Regions from separate parts of the Rattus norvegicus genome. Here region 2 is linked to region 1. The links are chromatin contacts, called in public Hi-C maps. All regions are on one chromosome and are shown on one strand. Each heading gives the region's core, a stretch centred on a gene start, on an enhancer-like site or on the middle of the called end of the contact. The rest is flanking DNA. Distances are from core to core; before and after follow the strand shown.

Region 1 (3,775 bases), core at 525-3,024:
TGTTTGTAACATTAAGGAAAGTTGAATCTCATATATTTAAAGGATGATTTTATGCAAAGACAGCTAGCTCTGTGCCACCTTTATTTTTTTGGTGTTTACTAGTATTACTATGAGGTCTAGCAATCTCTATTTTGCAGAGAGAGGAGAGAGGAGAGTGAGAGAGAGAGAGAGAGAGAGAGAGAGAGAGAGAGAGAGAGAGAGAGAGAGAGAGAGAAACTCAATGAATCATCTTTATTTAGAACTGTCAGTACCATCCACAGGACACATTTCCACTTTTACTATGCACTGAGCCAGATAGCGAAGATTAAGGTCAAAATGAGAGCTAGCCCCTGGGCAAATGTACGGCCTTCCAACCCTTGAAAAATCATTGAAGTAAATGTATTCTTCTAGGTTCTCACCTATGCCTGCTTAAGCCATTCAAGGTTTTCCAGAACAATCACACCTACCACTTCTGGCATAGGAAGGAAAAAAAAATCAAAGAACAACAACGTTAACAGAAGCTAGAAATTTAAGAACTGGTATTTAGAACGTGCCTTTCTCCTTATTTACATCCCTCAGGTCCAATTTCATTTTCTGGTTCTGACCATAGGAAATTGGCTGGGTGTTAATTAAAGACTGGAATTTCAAGGCTCAATTTTCCCCTCCCCCAACCTTGGCAACCCTTAACCAACTCCCAACCCTACACTCCACGGTACAGACGGATAAATGATGCAGCAGATTACACAGCTGAAAGGCAATATTTGTCCTGAGCTATTTTCGATTTTCTTCCTGTTTCCGATCCTTGCGCCAGACATTGTTTGCTTGCTTAGGACTTGGAAAGCGGTGGGAATATTTTTTTTTCTACAGTTAAATGCCAGGGGATTTCTCCTGGTAAATGAAAGTGAAAGTGCCCGGTCGTGGTCGTATTTTATCTTTAAGGGTTGAACTGGCAGCTGATGTGGAGGGGGAGGTGGGATTGGAAAGCTAGAAGAACCGGTTCTGACATTTTGTTTGTTTATCTTGAGATCTCAGCAGGACTCCCGTGTCGTCGCGGTCCCCCCACCCCAACCTTTTTTGGGGGCTGATTTAGGCTTTATTTTCTTTTGAGCACTCATTGAAGTTTCTCATTCAGTGTACTACAAACAAACAAGCAAGGAAAAAAAAAAAGCCCTCACTTTGTGGCTTTCCCTGTTGCAGTTTAAAACACCATCTAGCTCTCATCTGGAAATAATGCACCACTCCCCACCCCCTTTTCCTTTTATAGTTTCACATAACCTGAAGTCGATAATCACATGGAAAATGTGCAGGTCTCAGTTTCGTTTAGTTTTTACTCTTGTGGTGGTATTTTCACTTGTTGAAGTATGCATTCAACACACAGTCGTTTTGTACACGTTTTAAGTCTTGAAATTTCGCTCTACTGATCTGACTCCTTACATGACAAATTTTATGAATAACTTTTAAATATTTATTGTAGAGATTAAAATAAAACAAACAAAAGTCAGAGAATGATACCAAAAATTCTAACAGTGACATTAGTCTATCCCCGTCTGCACCCCCCCCCCCAACACCCGCCGTGCCTTTCCTTTTTCCAAGAAACTGTAATAACAAACCAGACAAGACTCCGCAAGAGGTTAGAGGAGGAGGAAATAGGCGGGGTGGGTTAGGGGAGAGAGGTTAGAGGGCCAGAGTTTCTCTCATTCACAGGGTGGAAAAGTTGACATTGTCTAAGCCCTTCTGAATGGCTGGTAGTTGGATACCCCGATTGTACCTCTACCTCCCCTCCCCCTCCACGTGACGACCCAGGACACATGCGCACCCGACGCAGCCCAGGCACATCTGCAGACTGACGTCAGTTTGTTCTGCCTCTGAGGAAAGCTGCCAAAATTTTCTTCTGCTGCAATTGAAGTTGGCTTGGGGCCGGCAGTGAGCTCGAGGGCTACTTCAACAAAACTTTTCCTGCCCTTCCTGCTCCTCTTGTCTTCTCTCTCCTGATACCTTTTGATGCTCTGCACATGTTATTTGCATAGCAAAGGCACTAAGCTGTCCAGGAAGAGAGGGCACCACTTCCACCCCCAATAAGCCTTTCCCCTCTTTTTTCTTTTTTTTCCTTTCCTTTTTTTGGGGGGGTGGGTGGGCGGGGGAGGGAGGGAGTTGGGGGTTGCAAAGCACGTCTCAGGTTGATAGCCTTGGATGAATTGAAAGGATTTTTTTCTTTTCTTTTTCCTTCTTTCTTTTTTTCTTTCTTTCTTTTTTTTTTTTTTTAACTGCCAAATCAGAAAGTCCTTTCTCTAAAGCTCCAGTTAGCGAGACTATAGGGTTTTATTCTGGCTGCAGAATAACTGGCTGGTGTGGCTTTGCAAGGGGGCGGGGGGCAAAAAGAAAAGAGAAAAGGGAGTACGTGAGCCGTCCAGTGAAATCTCTATTGTTTGAAACTTACTTTTTATCAGAATTTGAAGATGAAAACGGTAAGGAAGACTTCACAATATTCAATGAAACCTTAAAAAAAAACCCCAACAACTTGTGCTTTGCTTATCTTCTGAATAACGCTTAGATCTCTCTCCCTTCCCTCTCTCTTCCCCTCCCTCCCCCTCTGTGTGTGTGTGTGTGTGTGTGTGTGTGTGTGTGTCTGTGGCTGTGCGCGCGCGCGCACGCGCGCGTGCGTGCTTTATGGCAAGAAGTGAGTTTGACTAAACTCACATTACAGATAGAAATCTTTTAAACTCTAGACTACTCGTGGACGTAGAATTCCGGGGCTTACAGGTATTTTATAATGTGAAAATACGCGCTTATTGTATGAATTTACATGTTGTGTGAAGTGGACTTGATTATGATCATCGTGGACTTTTAACTAGTCACCAGATAGTGGTGGAGAAGGTAATGATGATGTGTGTTTTTTAATCGATTTCCAGATTTATGCAATTGCCTTCTGAAAATCCGTTTCATGTCAGCGTCTTTAGTATTCAGACAAGTGCATATTTCATGCCTGTGCTCTCAGGGTAGCAGTATTGTGCTGGCTGTAGCACCGATGCTCTAGGATATGTTAAGCTCTTAATAGGCTAATCAAAGAGATGAAAGCGTGTGGTTTTGATTTACTTTTGCCCACTTGGGCCATGCTAGACTCATAACCCTCTGGAGCCTTGTTTATCAGAGTATGTCTGTATATATAGTATATAAGACTGAAATTCAGTGATTTGGGAGAGAGAACAAGAGTGAAGAAGTATTGGAAAATCTTTCTTAAAATATGTGCTATAATTTCTGTTTTTGATAAGTTGTCCACTTGTATTAGGGGCAAAGAGAGCAAGCCAGAGTAAGAAAGCACACTGAGAGGGAACAAGAGAGTAAGTTTCTTACTCTTGTTTTTATTTGAGCTGCTGGTGCAACGCGTTTGGGCCAAATGCCAACTGTCTGGGTCACACGCGTTTTATCCAAATAGATTTAGCGCTGCTGTCTGGAAATGGGCTGCTGAATGTTAACTTTAGGATCAACTCAACCAGGGCAGCTCAGACTGTTACCCTCTGTCTGGATGAAGTGGAATGGGAAGGGGGGTGGTGTGAGGGTGTGCAGAGAAGGGGGGAGAAAGGGAAACCAAACCATTGCTTGGAACTTTAAAAACTACACCGAATATAATTTTCAATTTACTCTCATGTTCAGAGTTTTTGAACTATATTTTCTCTTTTTTTCATTTCTTTTCTTAAGTTTATATTGATTAGACTGAAATGTTTAGTGGTGAATTTACAGTCTTAAAATTCATGATAGGAAAAGAAAAGCAATGTAAAACTGGTGCACTTGAAGGCAA
Region 2 (3,775 bases), core at 907-3,406, 200 kb after region 1:
TTTGTACAAAGGACTGAACCCAGGGACGAGTGCATGTCAGCCAGGTGCTCTCCACTGAGTCCTATTGTAAGCCGTTTTTAACTTTTGCATTCTATTTTTAAATGTGATCTTATTAAGTTGCCCATGCTAGCCTTGGACTCACTGTGCTTCTCCAGCAACCTCCTGCTCTAGTTTGCCAACTAGCTGAGATGATAACCCTATGCTACTAGGCTCCGTTAAGAGATGCATTTTCATCCAGGGGCTAGGTTTTACTTGATAGAATCTTTTATGGTTTAACAATTTTATGTTTGACAATTATTTTGAGTCATTGGACCTCATCCATGAACAATTATAATGTGTTATTTTAAGTTTAGAAAAAGACTCACAAGCATTCTCTATAAAACTATGAAATTTAAGACTAGGAAGAATCATAGAATTAATCTTAGCCAACTCTCGTCATTTCACAGATGAGAATTTTCATCTCTGATGTTTTTCCCATTACACCAGACATCACCAGCATTCTAAGTTACAAACCAAATGTCTAGTGGCACTTATGTGTCTAGCTTTGTTTCCCTCATCAAAGCATTTCTAATTGGCACAATTTAAAAGATGCTTATTATATTGCTATTCAAAAATTAAGAAAATTCTTTGCCTATAGACTGCTTATAGTATATGGTTCTATGCAATCTTAGTTTTACTTTCCAATTATTAAATAAGCTTTTTAAACCTAAGAAAATTACAGCATATTGTAAGTAAATAATAGGTTATATAAATACTTGTCTCTTGTTGATGAAAGATGATAATGCCAAATTGATTAAGGAAGACACTGCCAAATTCTGAAGATTTTCTTAATTTTGTGATGCATTTATATAGGGAATAAAAAGTGGTTAGACTTGATAGTGAAATAAAGGGTGGAAATCCTTTGTCTTTCCCATCCCCACAAATGCTGGATATTGAATACATAGTTCAAAACTGTTTTTTTAATATAACTAATAAGTTCACTTTTTTGCTATACCATTTTCCTTTAAATTATAATACAAAAAAATCTGGTTTTATGAGGAATTCTTCAAAAATGTCTGGTTTTATCAACTTTAGATCAAAATTTTATGTAGTTCATCTCTTTTCCCATCCTCCATGTATTATTTTCTTAATTATAAGCATTATAATAGAATGAGATCTGATTATACAGGACACAAGTCACTCTGTTTTCAGATGTTCAAACATTAATCCTGTTGTAGTATATGCCTGTAGTCTCAATGCTTGGAAGGCTGAAGCAGGATTGTTGGCAGTTCAAGGCCACCATAGGATTCATAGTGAGTTCCAAATCAATCTGAGCTACAGAATGAGATCTTGTCTGACAAAAACAAATGAACCAACAAGAGTAAACAAACCTCCATACATGAATACTACTGATTTTAGCCCTAATGGATAGTAGACATTTTGATCACTAGATGTTGAGAAGAGGCCAGACATGGTAGCGCACACTTTAATTCCAACCCTTGAGAGGCAAAGGCGGGCAGATCTCACTAAGCTCAAGGCCAACCTGGTCTACATAGTTAGATCCTGTCTCAGAGCAAACAAACAAAAAATGACTAGACCTTGAAAAGAGCTCAGAAAGAGCCAACTCTAAGATGTCTCAGGGTAACGACCCAACAGCTGATATTCCCAGAATATTTTATTACAGAATCTAAAGGCGAGAATACAGAAAACAAAAGGAAGGCCATCAGTGCGTCAGACATGTAAGGAAGGAAAAGAAGGAAGCAGTAATTCTAAGTTAGACAGAGGACAGGGAGACTGAGACACACACAATATTGAGGTTGCAACATTTACTTCCATCACTAGGCCATGAATAAGCTTTCAGAGACATAGGTAGGGAGAATGTGATGCATGCTACGGCTAAAACAGGAGCTGTGAAATGTGAAGCTTGTGATTACAGTCAGGAAAGAAGTTGGCAGTGTGACTAGTTAATAATTTACTTCCATGTTTTCTAAGTTGATGAGTAGACTAAGTGCCTGAGGAAATACTTGACCATAAAAGAGTGACAGAGAATAATAAAAATAAATAAATACTAAAACTATAGGAGTGTCCCAGGCCTGTGCTCTAAAGAACAGCAGTGCTGCCCGAGTCATGCTGCCATGAGCACCGGGGTGTACGTTTGAAGGTCTCCATCCCTGTTACATTCTGAGGCCTGATGAGATCATGGCTGGGAGCAGTATGACTGAGCTTTCTGTGGCTGAGTCATTCACATTTCTGCTTTATTCCCTGATCTTGGTGACGAAATCACTGTTGCAGATTGAATGTGGCTGGCATGCAAGTGATTAATCAGTACACACTTTTCTCCTTACCAAATATGGCATTAACAAGTTGGGATCATGTTCATTTGTGGGAAAAAGAAAGAAAAGAACACAGGAAACACTTTAAATCTCCTTTGGAAAATGACTTATCAGAAAAATATGGCACTATCAATTTTTTAACTCAACATTAAATTATAATTTTAAAAATAAATTTTAAGAAAAAATTCTTCAAATTGGGAAATATATTTTAAGTTCAAAGTTGATTATGATATTTATAAATGCCATTTTCCTTATAAAATAGTAGTAAGACAAATAATCTTGAACAAAAGCCATTTTGACTTGGTGGGCTAAATATAGTCTTCCATTAGGATGCTGACACTCTGATGTCTCTGCATATTGCCTTTCCTGCATGGTGGACTTTTGATCAAAAAAATAGTGAGGATTGGTTCGTAAGCTTTTCCCACTCCTCTCTCTGGGTAGTTTCATACCCAAGAACATACGCATAACAACTGCATGGCTTGTAATCGTAGATGGAAGTCAGTATCCTGTGACATATACTCTGTTTTCTACCACGTTACAAATAAGATTCGGTAGAAGTACCAGTTGACAGGGATTCAAGTCTTTGTCCCTTTGTTGCTCCTTGTATGACTTCGGAGAACTATTTTTCTAACACACGATCTTAGTTTTTAGTCACCTTTTGTTTTTCTTTTGTTTTGTTTATTTGTTTGTTCTATAGAATAAAGCAATCTACCTTGAAATACTTATTGGGAATATAATAATATATATGTTGGTCAAGATTCTGGTGGTAATAAAGACTATACATGGACTGACCCTGGACTCTGACCTCATAGGTAGCAATGCATATCCTAGTAAGAGCACCAGTGGAAGGGGAAGCCCTGGGTCCTGCTAAGACTGAACCCCCAGTGAACTAGACTGTGGGGGGAGGGCGGCAATGGGGGGAGGGTTGGGAGGGGAACACCCATAAGGAACAGGAGGGGGGAGGGGGATGTTTGCCCGGAAACCGGGAAAGGGAATAACACTTGAAATGTATATAAGAAATACTCAAGTTAATAAGAAAAAAAAGATTCTGGTGGTAAATAATAAGCTTCAACTTGAGTTAACTTCGTTCAATGCATAAGGCTTATATCACAAAGCTCAGGAAAGAGTAAGGGTAGGTGTACTAGACTCATGGGCAAAGACATCAGCAGGCCTTCTCAGCTCCTCTGTTGGAGGGGTAACAGGGCCATAAGCAGCTCTAGATGTGTCCTCGTGCACCTCTGTGATAGGAAGGGAAAGAACTTTCACTTCAGCTGAGATGTAACAATTCCGAAGAAGTCTTATTGGCTAGAACTGGGTCATGGTTCTCAGCAGAGAGTGACAGTGCAGAAGCAATACCAAAACCCCTTGAAATTATGTGCATGCGAGGGTTCATTGATGACGTTAGGCAACAGAAAAGGAGTGGAGAAGTGTAGGACAAGCTTAAGACATTTGAGTTTCTTCCT

Evidence for each region. A called contact is a pair of places that touch in the nucleus more often than the background predicts.
Region 2: a Hi-C map of frontal cortex shows a contact between it and region 1, with 1.6 times the contacts expected there. The contact joins two enhancer-like sites. A contact is called at or near these places in 2 of 12 Hi-C or Micro-C datasets (the Rat2 cell line and frontal cortex).

What each region holds. Positions count from the first base shown.
Region 1 is chr2:37,145,962-37,149,736 of GRCr8, forward strand. It overlaps a transcript of Cenpk not described here. Among named protein-coding and RNA genes, the nearest start is that of Adamts6, 7.4 kb to the right of the region's middle. Within about 2 kb of position 1,775, at least 84 of the 93 cell types and tissues checked have an H3K27ac peak or open chromatin away from gene starts, as enhancers often do.
Region 2 is chr2:37,340,870-37,344,644 of GRCr8, forward strand. All of the region lies in intron 20 of Adamts6 (ADAM metallopeptidase with thrombospondin type 1 motif, 6), which reads left to right. Among named protein-coding and RNA genes, the nearest start is that of Adamts6, 190 kb to the left of the region's middle. Within about 2 kb of position 2,157, at least 15 of the 93 cell types and tissues checked have an H3K27ac peak or open chromatin away from gene starts, as enhancers often do.